Linked DNA regions of Mus musculus: region 2 is linked to region 1. Evidence: chromatin contacts called from public promoter capture Hi-C data. All regions are on one chromosome and are shown on one strand. The core of a region is the stretch at or near the end of the contact, and the rest is flanking DNA. Distances in the headings are between cores, read along the strand shown. Region 1 overlaps Ppp1r12b (protein phosphatase 1, regulatory subunit 12B). Region 2 overlaps Arl8a (ADP-ribosylation factor-like 8A).

Region 1 (7,005 bases), core at 1,873-4,372:
ATTGTAACATAACTGAGTTTTCTAAAGATGAGATATGGCAAAATACTTCTCTTTGCATGTTGCAAAGCAAAGCTATTTTATACTACTTGGCAAGTAAATTATTCATTCTTGGCTGGCATTTGGTGAGAGGGCAGATAGAGGAAGATTACATATAAATCTTAGTATATATTAACAAGTTCAAACTAGCTCAACTACCAAACAGATTTAGAGACCAATTTCCCTGTGATGTCCTAGAACTACATCTTTTCCTTATCCCATTTCCTTGAAATTTCTCTGTCACCGGAATAGTGGAGAAGAAGAGATTCAAACATTTAGTTCCAAAGATGCAATTATTTTTATTTTCTTCTTTAAGAAGATCAGTTTTGTACCTTAGATACTGTGTGAAAAAATTATATTAATTTATTTTAGTAATTGCAAATCAGCCTTTTGGTTCATGTGATAAACTATCCATAAGCACCATTTAGATATAAGATACAGGCCTGGGTTCATTATAGAGTGGCAGCCTCAGCTCACGGTCTCCTTGGTAACAATCCTGTCTTCGGAACTATCAGATTAGGTTAGCTCCTTCTTCCCGCACCCACGATACCTGCCTGCCTGTCGAAGTGGAACTTTCTGCATTCTTCTGAAAGGATTTGTTATTCCAGTAGATTGTACACTGGCTGCAGGCAAGGGCAGTGCCTCATGCATGCGATTTCCCGAGTGCCCACGGGGCCTGGTACTGATGCTCAGGACAACCCATCCTTTGGAAGTATATACAGTGAACTTGAAGGAAGAGTGAGTTGTGGCAGGGAGGAGAGTTGAAGCTGTTTTATAACACTGGGTAGGAGCTAAGTCTGACTATTATGGTAACTGGAGAAATGAACACAAAGGATACGAAGCATGCTACTAAACTTTACACAGACCTGAGTTTAACTAGGCATCCATTCTCTCACAAAGATTAAGCATGCATATAAAACAGAGTTCTTACCTAGAAAGTCTTTCATGCTAGAGAAAGGAGACAAAAACAAAAAGAAAATAGCATTAGCAAGAGACTAATTTATACATCCATTCATAAATTGTACTTTTCAAATCAGATGTCTCAGCTTTCCAGTGGAGACAGGAGTTGCTAATTGAACTGACGACACACAGGGCCACTTGGCTCTAACTCACAGCTTACCAGGGCTGAGGCTTTGGAGATAGCATCCTTTCAAACGGGCAGACCCCAAAATACAAAGTGATCAAACTCTCCTCTCCACCAATTAGACAACCATGTTTATGCTGTAGAAGGGACTGTCACTGGCTTTCATGTGACACAGAGCCATCTGACGTACAATAACCATCCTATAGTTCCCCTCAGTATCCCAGCTACCCCACCGCCCCTGAGTAAGCAGTGCAGTTCAGGTCAGTTGCTGGCTTCCTCCCAGGTCACAGGAAAGGCAAAGGGATGAGGGAGCTGTGGGCATAGTCCAACCCTAGTCCCTTAGATGGTGGTCAGAACTTTAAAAGAATAGTAAAGTATTTTGAGATCTCAGAAGGAAAGCATTTCGCAGATGCAAACTATACGCTTAGTGCTTGCTTAAAAAAAAAAAGTAACAACAGTGACTATGTCTTCATCTGCCATTTAAAAAAAGACATTATAAATGACCTTTGCCCTTCTATCCTTTCATTAAAAAAAAAAGAACTCAAGCAAACAAGCATTTAACTGATTTATGTGAATGTATTTGCTTCCTCTTCTGAGATGTTGAGAGAGCAACAAAACCTCCAAGGACAGACAAGGAAGGACTGACCGCAGTGTCCAGCGATCTGTGGAAGGAAGGGATCCTTGACCTGGGGCACCACTCCATGGCACTGCGCCTTCCCTCCCTGGAAGCCTTCAGTCTGTCAGTCCAGGCACAGAGCAGCCTAATACAGCATTCCCTGGAGATGCTCTGGGACGGGTAGTGTCACAGCACATCTCTGAGGTGGCTTTCACACCAAAGGCTGTGCTTACAATGGTCAAAAGAGCACATCCGAATTCTGTGGGGTTTTCCCTGTAGCTATGGAGTAGAGACTTTTTAATGTGTTCTCAATAAGTTTCCACACAATTTCATGATATATCCTGGTTACTAATACATTTAAATTCTATCTGTCACCCACCCACCCACCCACCCATCCATTGTGTGTGCATGCACGTGTGCACATGTGCCATAGCACAGGTGTGAGGTCAGAGGTGAGTTTAGGAGAGCATCTCTCCTTCCAGTTGAGTCCAGGGACTGAACGCTGACCATCAGGCTCGACAGCAGCATCATCACCTACAGAATGATCTTGCCACCACGAGACAGCTCCCATCTGAGGTAAAAGGAACCCACTTGGAAAGATTTATGTATAACATTCTCATACCCTTGTGATGTTCTTTGAGAATCCTAAAATTTAGAAATCTGGAGTTACAACAATTTTTCTTACATTTATATATCTGTTTTTATGGTTCTGTCTTCTTTGTTTTGTTTTTGTTTTGACAGAGTCTGGCCTGAAACCCAGAGGACTGTCAGGTGTGAGTGACAGCCAGGTATATGTTTCTATTAGGTTTTAACATGTCACACCTACCTGTCACCGGCCACTGATATAGTCTAAAGTGTTCTCGTCAGCATCCAAAACAACAAGAAGAGGCCTGGCAGTGGTTGTTAGGAAAAGCTCGTCGCAGAATAAAAAGTAAAAAGAAGTCAGGGCATACAGCTCTGGGGAGCACTTGTTCAGCATGTGCAGGACCCTCGCTTCCATTCTCAGGATGGGGATGGGCGGCGAGAGGAGAGAAGCCGACTGAGAAGTCAGGGTGCTCACTAGGCACGCTCACTAGCTTTGTGCTAAGATCTGCCTTACAGCACGTGAGTTCATATCTACTGCCCAGGGAAATGTTGATTGTGACCTGTCAAATACTTGTGAGTAACTGAGACTAAACGTCATCCTGGCCCAAGTGAAGAGACTGTTCTATACTTAAAGCCTATGGTATGCAGGAGAGGCCCAGAGAGAGAGAGAGGCCTAACTGGTTCTATGACACGCAGGGAGAGTCCTGTGAGCACACTTCAAGAGCTTGTCTGGAGCCTGAGTGGGAAAACATGTGAATGTGTGCTGTGGAGCCAAGCAGTGACTCCTGGGCTCCAGTTAAGACACTTGTAGAAAAATGAGTTCTTAGAAGATGATGGTAGACACACACATACACACTCACACTGTCTCTCTCCCCCACTGTTTCAACAGTGACAATTTATTATGAATGCATTAAAGTCTTAACCTAAAAGTCCTTACCTGAGATTCACCCACTCTCTTGTTCCCAGTTAAGATCCTTGGTGCTGACAGGCCAAAACACGGTTACTGTACCTAGAGATGACTGGGTTACATGGCTCTGAGTTCTAATTTTTACTCTCCTACCCATGACACTTGGGCAAGCAGCACCCACTGATAAGAGCTACATGGGAGAATTGGGAGGAAATACATTACTAAAAATGCCAGTGCTCTTCCTCATTCTTTCTCCAGTTATAAGGACGTGCTGCCACCGCCGCTGCTGCCGCTGCTCATGAGTATAGTAAAGCTAGCTTAGTTCCTTTGAGCCAGGAAATTCAACTCCAAGGCACGGCACTGCTTCAATTTCTCACTCTCCTGGGCAGAACAGCCTTTCAACACCAGACCCCTCTGCCACCCCCCAGAGACAGGCCTACATTCTTGCTCAGGTATAAAGGATGACTTGTTTATAACTGAAGAGACTGTTTGGGGCTGCCTTTTGCTTTGTTCTTCTGTAACATAAGCATTCTACAGTGTGCACAGACAATAGTCTGGTTAACTTTCTGACAATGAAGTCAGCTCTGTCTAGCTGACTTCATGTCTCCTCAGTTGGAAATGTTCCCTCAGTTCCTTCTTGTAAATAGCCTGCTGTGAAATGAGATTTTGACATCTTCAGGTTTAATTTCTACTGTGTGAACTCTGGCGCCCATCTCTACTCTTGCCCCACTAAAACAGGGAAGTCAGAATTTTCACTGTGTCTCAATCTTGGCAGCTACATATAATAAAGTGTGCTATCATTGCCATTGATTTATCATTGTGAGAATGAAATTAACTTTTTTCTTTTAGAATGTTCCAGAAATACAACACACCCAAGTAAAGTTCTCAGTTATTTGACTACACAGCATGGCTGTGTATACTGTATACACTAAGGATGTTGATGTAAAATACAATTACTTAAAAATGAAAAAAACCATAGAGAATAGGCTAGTACTCTAAAGCAATAGCCAGAGAAAGGCCACAGGATACCTGGATATGAACAGGCAGATTCCATGGGGCTTACTTCTCCACAGAGGAGAGCACGTGAAGAGAGGCAATGCCAATGTGCTCAGACTTGTGATGGCTACAACAGTTCTTGCCCCCACAGTCTTCTTAGAGATAATTCTCACAGACAGACATCTTGGAAGCTGGTGAATGACACACCTTCCTGCCTGGAACACTAAAAGCTAGGAATAGGCATGCTAAGATTCTCTGCTATCAATTCCTTCCTAGTACATTTTATAGAACGCATACGGAGGACTGATCTAACAGACAAGGCAGTAGATGGTCCACTTAGCCCCCAACAGGGTAGAGAACATTTCTAAGCCAGTCCTTGACTGTTCTCAGAGAATCCCCTCGAGATTCTGACCTTGGAGTGATGTGGGATTCTTGGATTTCTGATTGTTGCATTCAAGGTTTGCTCTAGCAATGTTCTGGAATAGCTAACCCAACACATTAGAGGAGGATGTATACATTTCCTAAAGCTCAGAAGCCAATGAGATTTGGGTACAGAAGAGGTAAAATGGTTATCTAACTATAAACATTATTTCTAAAAAGTAGGGAAAACAGACTTGTAAAGGAGATAGTATTTTCTTTCTTAAAGAAAAGGCTTCCTTTAGGTTTATATCCTAAGAAAAGTGTGCTTATAAACTGCAGGGTAAGACACCTGAACCATACAGGGTTTAATGTATAATTGTCTAACTCCTGATAAAATGACTTAAGCTTTTAAATAATGCTTCCTGATTTTCACGAATGAACACCTCTAGAAAATACTGGCTTGCTTTGCTTTTGACATCCTAGGTGACTGGAGGGAAAATGAAAACAAACCCACTGGTTATGCCCAGGCAGAAAAGGCTTTGGGTATCGTGGGTAAGTGGTAGAGTAGCTCACCAATACAGGCGAATTAAAGTCAAGTTTTCATTCTGTTGTCACTCAAACTGAGCATATTTCAACTGTTAGGCTGACATGGCCTCTCACTGTAGAAAGCTGCCTGCCAATGCTCACAGAGTCTACTGAGTAAATCTAGAGATAAGTGAAGCGGCAGTGTGCCGAAATGGTCTCAGGGGAGCAGTAAGCAAGGAAGTGTCATGAGGGGCAAGCACATCACAGACCAGGAAATGAACACCAAAGGGTCTCTCCCACAGAGAATAAGGACTTCCGGGACACAGAGTTTAGAGACCCCCAGTGGGAGCTCCGATGCTCTAGAGACTGGGATGTGGCTACCTATGTTCTAGGAATGGCCTGATTATCTTACTTCTGGCCTCTGAATAGTTTTTCTTTTTAAAGCATAATAGTTACATTTACTCCACTCGGGTCTAGATATCTAATTTCTGCGAAATAACACTACATATTTCAAAAATGGTGTGAATCTTTACCCAATTTGCAAGTTAACACACAAATATATTATCTCATACATTTTAATCAGGAAGTCTTGGAAGAAACATCTTTAAGTGTTTTTGTTTAAGAGTATTTTGCTCTACCTTTCACTCAAGACAAATGAAAGATGTCCATTACGATGGATCTCTGGTGTGTTTGAGCTAGATAAAAATTGTTCAGTAAAGGGATTACTTTCCCAGCTTTAATGGCTCAAGTGGAGGCAGTAGATACTGGGAATGGGGCCCTGGAGCAGAAGAGACTTAAAGTTATTGAGAAACCAATAAGAACCCAGTGAGCTGAGGTGAAAAGAATGACTGGCTGGATAAAATATGGTTTGAAAAATGTCCCAAATTAAGAAGTAGGCCTTCCTTTCATGCCTCTTTAAATACTCCTTAACAGACCCCTGCTCAGGCCTGCTTCTAATAAGAGAGCAGAGTGAAGACTGTCAATAATTCAGATGGTAATCCAGAAAGGGACAGGAACCAGGATGGTTTTGATTTCCCAAATGAGGAGGGCCTTCAAAACACCAGAGGCTAGATTAGAATATCCCGGCAAAAGCTTTTAACTTGAAAGTTATCGAGATTCAGAAAGGCACATAATTAAAACCAAACTCTTTCTACCAAGTTTAAAATAAAGTCATGGCTCAGGAAAGCTAGGCCCAAGGGAAAGGAACAGAACAAAGCACATGCCCACTGCCAAGGCTGAGACTGCTTTAACCCATGCTCCTTTGGAGTCACGGTCTGACCCCACAGTGATGGGAAAAAAAATCTCCTATTTACATTTCCAAAAGAAGGACTAAGCAGAAGGAACATTTTATATCATGTTCTGTATCCTAGCTGGGCCAGGGGAAACAAATTGAGCTATTCTGGGATGCCCCACACAGAACCACCCTTCCATTTTAGAGCTCTCAGACTGAAGGCTGATTAGAAACAAGCCAATACAAGTGAGGCTTCAAGAACAGAACTTAAGACCAAATTTCAAAATCCCTGAAAAACCTAATCATAAAAGCACACACACACACACACACACACACACACACACACACGCACACTGCACGCATGTGTACATGCCAGATACATGCACACTGCTAGAAACCATTATGTTTTCCTCAGTATGTCTAGGAATAGATCTTCCTAAGTCTGTATCCCTAGTAAGATAGTTAAGATCCTATACATTTTAAAAATAGACACAGAGGAAAAAAAAAAAACAAGATTTGTGTACAGATGTGAGGAAGATGAGAGAGCTGTATTAGTTCTCCCTATATGTGCATTAAAAGCCACCATTTCATTATCATCACCAGTTTCGACTGTATTAGTTTCTATTACCACCAACACAAATGATCATAAAACTTGGAATCTTAAA
Region 2 (7,005 bases), core at 2,673-5,172, 370 kb after region 1:
CACAGGAGACATGTCCCATCCAAGTACAAAACAGGCCCAGCCTTGCTTAGCTTCTGAGATCAGACAAGATCAGGCACTTCTGGGGTACTGTGGCTTAGTTATCCCTAAGGTAGTCTGGCAACATAGCCTGGATTTAATACCAGGACTCAGCAAAGATTGTAGGCAAGAACCAACTCCCAAGAGTTGTCCTCTGACCTCCACAAGCATGTTGTGGCATGTGCACACGCACGTGTACACACACACAGAGTAAATAAATAAGTATAGAATTAAAGTATATCGTTAGATGTGTGCTGGCATTTTTTTATTTTATTTTATTTTATTTTATTTTATTTTATTTTATTTTTTGGTTTTTGAGATCAAATTTCATATAACCCAGGCTGACCTCAAACTTACTATTTAGCTGAGGCTGACCTTGAACTCTTAATTCTTCCCCCTCCACCTGAATTCGGGGGTTTTAGGAACCCTGCAGAACATTGCTATGCCATCTCCATGAGGAGCTGTGAGGCAGGCCCTGGACCCACCCCTGTGGATGACTGTACATCCAGGGGGCTCAGAGGACTTTCAAAATCCAGCTGCAGTTCTCAGATGAGGATTCCCTGCTATTCCTTGTCACTGGGCATTGGGCCTTCAGAGGCAGGGGAGTGGCTCGCTCATCTGGTACACCTGGAGCACGTCACTGAGGCTTCCAGGCACTGACTGAGAACTGATCATCTCCTGCTCTTTGTCTAGTGGTCAGAGCCCCTGGTCTCTGTATGGGACTCAAGCAAAGTAGTCTACTACCTGGTAGGAGACAAAAAGCTGTGGTACAGGCACACGATCATCACCCTCAGCTTCCAGGTACATCAACCCTCTCCTGTGTGGCCTCCATCTGTCTCTCCTGCTCCCACCTGTGACCGTGACGGGAAGGTGACCTGGGAGGAGTTAGGGCTGGCCTTATTTGAAGCCTGTGTCTACTTTAGATTAACCCAGAGATTTCAAACACAATGAATGCAGGGAGAGAAAAATACCAGACATTGAAAGGAATTATGGGAGCTGGAATTATTCTCAGCTCATTCTGTAAACATTAACACTGTTACTCTAGACCTGGCTCCTCTCCCCCAGAAAGCTCTCAGCCCAGAGAGGAGACACACATGTAGGTAAATAATAGGCTGTGGATTATCCATGGTAGAGGATAACAGATGAATACTAATATGTGTTGCATTTTGTGGGTGGTGAATTTAGTCCCAACCCACCTATTCAGACATAGTCTATTTATGTAGCCAAGGCTGTCCTAGATCTCCCTATGTAGACCAGGATGGCCTCACAGAGATCCACCTGCCTCTGCCTCCCAAGTGCTGGGATTAAGGGTGTGCGCCACCACTGCCCGGCTCCTCATTTTTAAAAAACATTTTACTACTACTTTGATAATCTCTGCTTTCCTGGCCATGTCTCTTGTGGTGAGCCTCTTTTCCTGAGAAGTAATGTATTCTAACTCAACTGGAGACTAAGTAAAGGGGCTTCTTTTAACAAGAACTGTAGGTTAGACCTTGGGAATAGCTTTCTCCCTGTCTAGACTGAGAGACCCTGAGATTACCTAAGGGCTAGCTAGTGACCTCTTCCCCATAGACCTCCAGATGTGGACGGCATGTAAGTTGATGACATCCATGCTCCCTGAAAGCAGAAGACATTCAAGAGGAAATCTGAGGTCACCTAAAAGTCGCCCTGCAACCTCTTGCTCTGGACCCACCAGGGAGGGCCATCACATCTGGGTCCTGACAATGTTTGCATCTTTTCCAATCCTGGCTCTCTTCTCTCTAGTCAGGACAGTTCAATGAGGACATGATCCCCACTGTGGGTTTCAACATGCGAAAAATCACCAAAGGGAATGTGACCATCAAGGTGAGGGAGGGCGACAGCGGCACCTGGGAAGTGCCAGCCAGGGGAGGGGAGGGTGGCAACCGGCTGGGCTGCTGGAGGACTGGGGAAAGGGAGCTGAAGATAGGCACTGTAGACGTAGGAGGGGGAAGGAGCTGTGACCTTAGGGTGGGGGGAGACTGCAGAAGGGAAGCTAAGAACCCAATGGCTTTCAGTTGTCTGCCTGCTCCTGAGGCCACCTTCTCCCTATCCTCTTCTCTCTCAGCTCTGGGACATTGGGGGGCAGCCCCGTTTCCGAAGCATGTGGGAACGCTACTGCAGAGGAGTGAGCGCCATTGTGTAAGTAGGGTCTCCCCACCCTCCCGCCTGCAAGCCATCAGGCCTGATGCAGAACCACACACATGGTCCCTGTTAATGCCTGCTGCCTGGACGTGGCCTGCTTTTATTATTTTGCATACTGTTTATTTGAATATATATATATTTTTAAAAAAGAATTTATATTTTTTTAAAAAAGAAAATTGTAATATATATACAGATCTGATCAGCCAGCCTACAGTGTCTCTCCCAATCCAAATCACCATGTCTTGAATTTTGGGTAGTTTAAGTGACTCCTTCCTTTGCCTGTTAATTTTATCCAGACAAGGGATGTAACTTGGTCTGAAAGCTCTAGCATATATAAGGCTCTGGGTTCAACTCCAGTCTCACACACACTCTGGATTCAACTCCAGCCCCCCTCCCCCCACCTCACATACACACACAAATAAAAAAAAGTATGCCCAGTTTAGTTTTCTTAATAGAATAAACAGTGTTTTGTCTTTTTGTTTTTTGAGACAGGATCTAACTATGTAGACCCGTCTGGCCTGGATCTCACTATATAGAAAGACCATGCTGCCCTCTAACTCATAGACTTCCCCCTCTCACGTGCTAGGATTAAATGCATGCATACCATTCCCAGTTTAAACTTTTTTTTTTTTTTGGTATATTTTGTTTTGTTTTGTTTTTCAGACAGGGTTCTTCTGTGTGGTCTTGGCTGTCTTGGAACTCGCTCTGTAGACCAGGCTGGCCTTGAACTCACAAGAGATCTACCTGTCTCTGCCTCCTGATCAGCTTAAACCTGAGTTTTTATACAAGCATTGTAGCCAGGTGGTGGTAGCTGGCACATGCCTTTAATCCCAGCACGCAGGTGGCAGAGGTAGGCTGATCTCTTGAGTTGGTGGCTAGCCTGATCTACATAGTTCCAGGACAGCCAGGGCTACACAGAGAAAAAAAACCCTGTCTCAAAAAAAAAAAAAAGAAAAGAAAAGAAAAAAGGAAGGAAGGAAAGAAAGAAAGAAAAAGAAAATAGCATTGTACCCTGTCCCTTGGTAGGGAGGCCTTTCCTTTTCTACTCTGGTCCTATCTAGGCTTTCCATGAAAATGTAAATGGGTCACTTTGGGCCCGACTCACAGCTAATCCTACAGGCTCCAGTTCCACAGAGGACTGAGCCTGCAGTGCTTCACACCTATGTTTGGGAAAGTGTTCTCTGAGTCAGACCAGGGTAGTCCATTTCTCCAGAGGCGACCAGGCTGGAACTGGAGGCCTTCTTCCCCTCAGCAGCTCCTCTTCCTGTGTGCCTCAACCCACGGTATCCCTCACTGCCTTCCCCAGGTATATGGTGGATGCTGCGGATCAGGAGAAGATCGAGGCCTCCAAGAATGAGCTCCACAACCTGCTAGACAAGCCACAGCTACAAGGCATCCCGGTCAGCTGGAGATGGAGCGGGTGGGAGAGGGAGCTGATCAGAAATCACGGGGCGGGGGCGGGGGAGGGGGGGAGCGCCGTACAGCCGAGGTACCCAGGTATCCTTGCTCTAACTCTCCCCGGCTTGCTTCCTGTATAGGTCTTAGTCCTTGGTAACAAGCGAGACCTCGCCGGAGCGCTAGATGAGAAGGAGCTAATCGAGAAAATGTGAGCTGAGTGGCCTTTCTTTGTGTGCTTCAGCTCCCCCAAATTCCCCAGCTGCCGAAGGCTTCTGGGCTGGGCTTGTTGCTGTTCTTGGTGTTTACCACATGGTGGCAGCAGAACGTATCTTTCCCAGAAGCCTCGCCCTCCTCTTGTAGACCTTTTACTGAGAAAAACACCCTGCCCTTCCCTGGTCCCTTAACTGCTCCAGCATCCGCTGACTCCTCTCTGGTCTTCCCGCAGGAACCTGTCTGCTATCCAGGACCGAGAGATCTGCTGCTACTCCATATCCTGCAAAGAGAAGGACAACATAGGTGCGTGGCTTGGGGAAGTTGCTGGCACTCTGCCAGGAGTGGCTGGGCTGAAGGGAAAGATACTTCTGATGCGGTATCTGGGAAGTCCATACCGAGCCACTTTGTCCTTGGGTGCAGCAGGCAGCTAGGAGGCCCCAGTTCTGGGTGTTACCCTAGCCCTGCCCCCTCTTCCACTTCTGAGATTGGTTAGAGCAGGTATTCCAGTCCCTTCTTTGCTAGCTGTGGCTTTGTGTCTTTTATATCACTAGCTTGGAGCTTTTGGTGCGGGGGGTGGGGGTGGGGGGGGGTGGAGCTGGGGGTGGGGGGTGGGGGGGGGTGGGGTCACAGCTCTAAGCTTGATCCAGGCTGCCATTGCAGGAACCTGGCTTAACTGTTCATACCTCCCAGGCCCTTCTCACACAGGGAGGCCTTACAACTTTCTCTCTTGTCTCCCCTCAGACATCACCCTACAGTGGCTTATTCAACACTCAAAGTCACGGAGAAGCTGAGACTGTGGCTCTTCTTCTGACTAGGGACCACAGTCACCTAACCTGAAGCCGAGCTCCCCGCCCACCCTGTTGTCTCTCCCTAAGCCCACTCCTCCTCACCCAGTGTGGGGAGGGCCCTCTGGGGCTCCTAGAGCCCTATTCTGCTGAGGTTTCAACTCCTGTTTTTATTGTAAAATAATTGCCCTCTCCCCAAGTCTGGTCCCCTAACCTCTCTCCCTTGCTCTCTTTTTCCCTTCAGCTACCCCACTCCCCTCCCTGTCAACAGCCCTGGCCCCGCAAGCCCTCTCCTCACTCTCTGCCCCACCCTCCTCTTCCCCTTTCAACACTCTGTTATTGTCCTGTGTGTACAGTATATATATGTATATATATTTTAATTTTTTAATTTAAGCAAAGACTAAGATCAACCATTTGATGCTGCAGGGGCCAATCGGGACCTGGGAGGGGCAAACTGGAAAGGCAGAGAGAGATGCAGGGTCGATGTGGGGCAAGTTCATATGCAGAAGAGGGGAGACTGCCACATAGGGCAGTGGTTGTCCCCATGTCCTGTAAAGTATCTCTGTCTCCCAGTGGAGGACCTGAATTTGAAGGCCAGCAGGAGCCTCCTTTTCTGTCCCCAGCCTTGATAGGGCCACCAGGTACAACCAGGTCTAAGAGGGAGGACCAGGGTCCATGTCGTCCCAGCAACCCCCACTGTCACTGTTCCTGGCCCCAGGTCCTGCCCCTACCCAGGGTCCCCACCTCCACGGCCCATCTCATTTTCTGTTCTCATTTCACAGAGTTGTACAAGGAGAGAACTCAGCATGGGAGGGTTGGTTCTTTGGTTTTGTTTGTTTGTTTGTTTGTTTGTTTAATTTAATAATTTGTAAAGTGATGTTCCTCTTCCTTTTTACAGTTTTCAGCTCATATTTAACCTCTGTTTGGAAAACGATCCTTGTAACTGTACATTTTTTTTTTTGCCTCCTAATAATGACAACAATAAATTACCAATTTTGTGTTGGGGGGTGTGTATGGTGCTGGTTGTTTCCCACAGATATCACCGACCAGCGGACCCACAGGGGCATGAGCACCACTACACATCATACACAGGGATGACCACAGGGTGCCACACCTACAGGGAACACATACTCACGCTCTCTGGAAACACAGTGGCCTATCACGTGTGCTCACACTGGGACAGCAGCCCACACGTGTTTCTGGGCCCTGCTTGTTGTCTGCTTCTCACTCCTGTACGCTGACAGCTGCCAAGTGGCACTAAGCAGGTCTGTTAGAGGAGCTGCCCAGACCTGGGCCTTTCATGTGGCATTCAAACTGAATTGCTCTCCATCATAAACACTTAAGCTCATGGCCCCCTCTCAGTCTACACCTGCTTGTTCCCATATAGCCAGAGTGGAGCCAGAACAGAACTCTGCATCCTCTCATCACACTCAGTGCCCACCAAGAAGAAATCAAATGTCCTCAGGGGTATACTGGGCCTGCAGAGTCTTCCTTTGTCATCCTTGCTGTCCATGCTATTGGTCTCTTGGAAAGGACCCAACCAGGGCTGGAGAGATGGCTCAGCCGTTAAAGGCTAGGCTCACAACCAAAAATCTAAGAAAAGGACCCAACCATTTGTTAACTCGATGGATAGAATTCCTACCCTGCCTGTCTAGCTGGAGCTCACAGCCTCAGTTCTTGTGGGCCCTCCTTGATCCAATGTGAATCCAACCACAGCTAGTTTTATACTGACCCTCGATCTCTTGGGTCCCCCTCCCCCACTCCCTGTTCTGCCTCCCCTTTGCCTGGAAATAGAGACTGGAATGTTCCGTGTAGAATAAGCAATCTCTTCACCCTGCATCTGCAGTAAGAAACAGCCACATCTGTCCTTGGTTTGTGAGAGGATTTGGGTGAGGCCACTACTCAGCCGTGAATATATCCAGCCTGGAAGAGGATCTCTTATTGCTGGGGGGATTTGAAGACAGGGTCTGGAGATTTAGCTCATTGACAGAGCGCTGATGGAGCATACAATAGACCAGGCCCTGGCTTCCATTGACTGCATGGGGGAAAAAGATTTGAGGAAAAACTGGATGGTGTTTGCTGCTTCTCAGGAGCTTTCCAACCCCTTACAAGGATAAGATGCACCCCCTAGGGGCTGGAGAGATGGCTCAGTGGTTAAGAGCACTGATGCTTTTCCAGAGGTCCTGAGTTCAATTCCTAGCAACCACATGGTGGCTCACAACTGTCTGTAACAGGATCCAATACCCTCTTTGGTGTGTCTGAAGACAGCAACAATGTACTCACATATATAAAATAAATCTTTAAAAAAAAAAAAAATGTGACCCTTAGTTGGGAAGGAGGATGGGCCCAGGCTCTGTCTTTTGCCTTGCCTGCTTCAAGGAAGTCGCTGTGCTTCTATGCCTATATCTGGAGA

The links. Capture Hi-C pulls out chosen DNA fragments and counts their contacts.
Region 2: a contact with region 1 is called in a promoter capture Hi-C map of adipose tissue. The contact joins two enhancer-like sites. A contact is called at or near these places in 1 of 115 datasets of contacts at active chromatin or transcription factors (pancreatic cancer cells) and 1 of 9 other capture datasets (adipose tissue).

The regions. Positions count from the first base shown.
Region 1 is chr1:134,781,184-134,788,188 of GRCm38.p6, forward strand. It overlaps Ppp1r12b (protein phosphatase 1, regulatory subunit 12B), which reads right to left. Exons shown (of 24, transcript NM_001368827.1): 19 at 968-984. All of the region lies in intron 2 of Gm32670 (a long non-coding RNA gene), which reads left to right. Among named protein-coding and RNA genes, the nearest start is that of Gm32670, 10 kb to the left of the region's middle. Within about 2 kb of position 3,123, at least 34 of the 459 cell types and tissues checked have an H3K27ac peak or open chromatin away from gene starts, as enhancers often do. A contact at or near this core is called in adipose tissue, where this site is marked.
Region 2 is chr1:135,150,674-135,157,678 of GRCm38.p6, forward strand. It overlaps Arl8a (ADP-ribosylation factor-like 8A), which reads left to right. Exons shown (of 7, transcript NM_026823.2): 2 at 1,798-1,878; 3 at 2,120-2,193; 4 at 3,503-3,596; 5 at 3,735-3,802; 6 at 4,040-4,110; 7 at 4,549-5,595. The coding sequence ends at 4,598. Among named protein-coding and RNA genes, the nearest start is that of Arl8a, 7.3 kb to the left of the region's middle. Within about 2 kb of position 3,923, at least 114 of the 459 cell types and tissues checked have an H3K27ac peak or open chromatin away from gene starts, as enhancers often do. A contact at or near this core is called in adipose tissue, where this site is marked.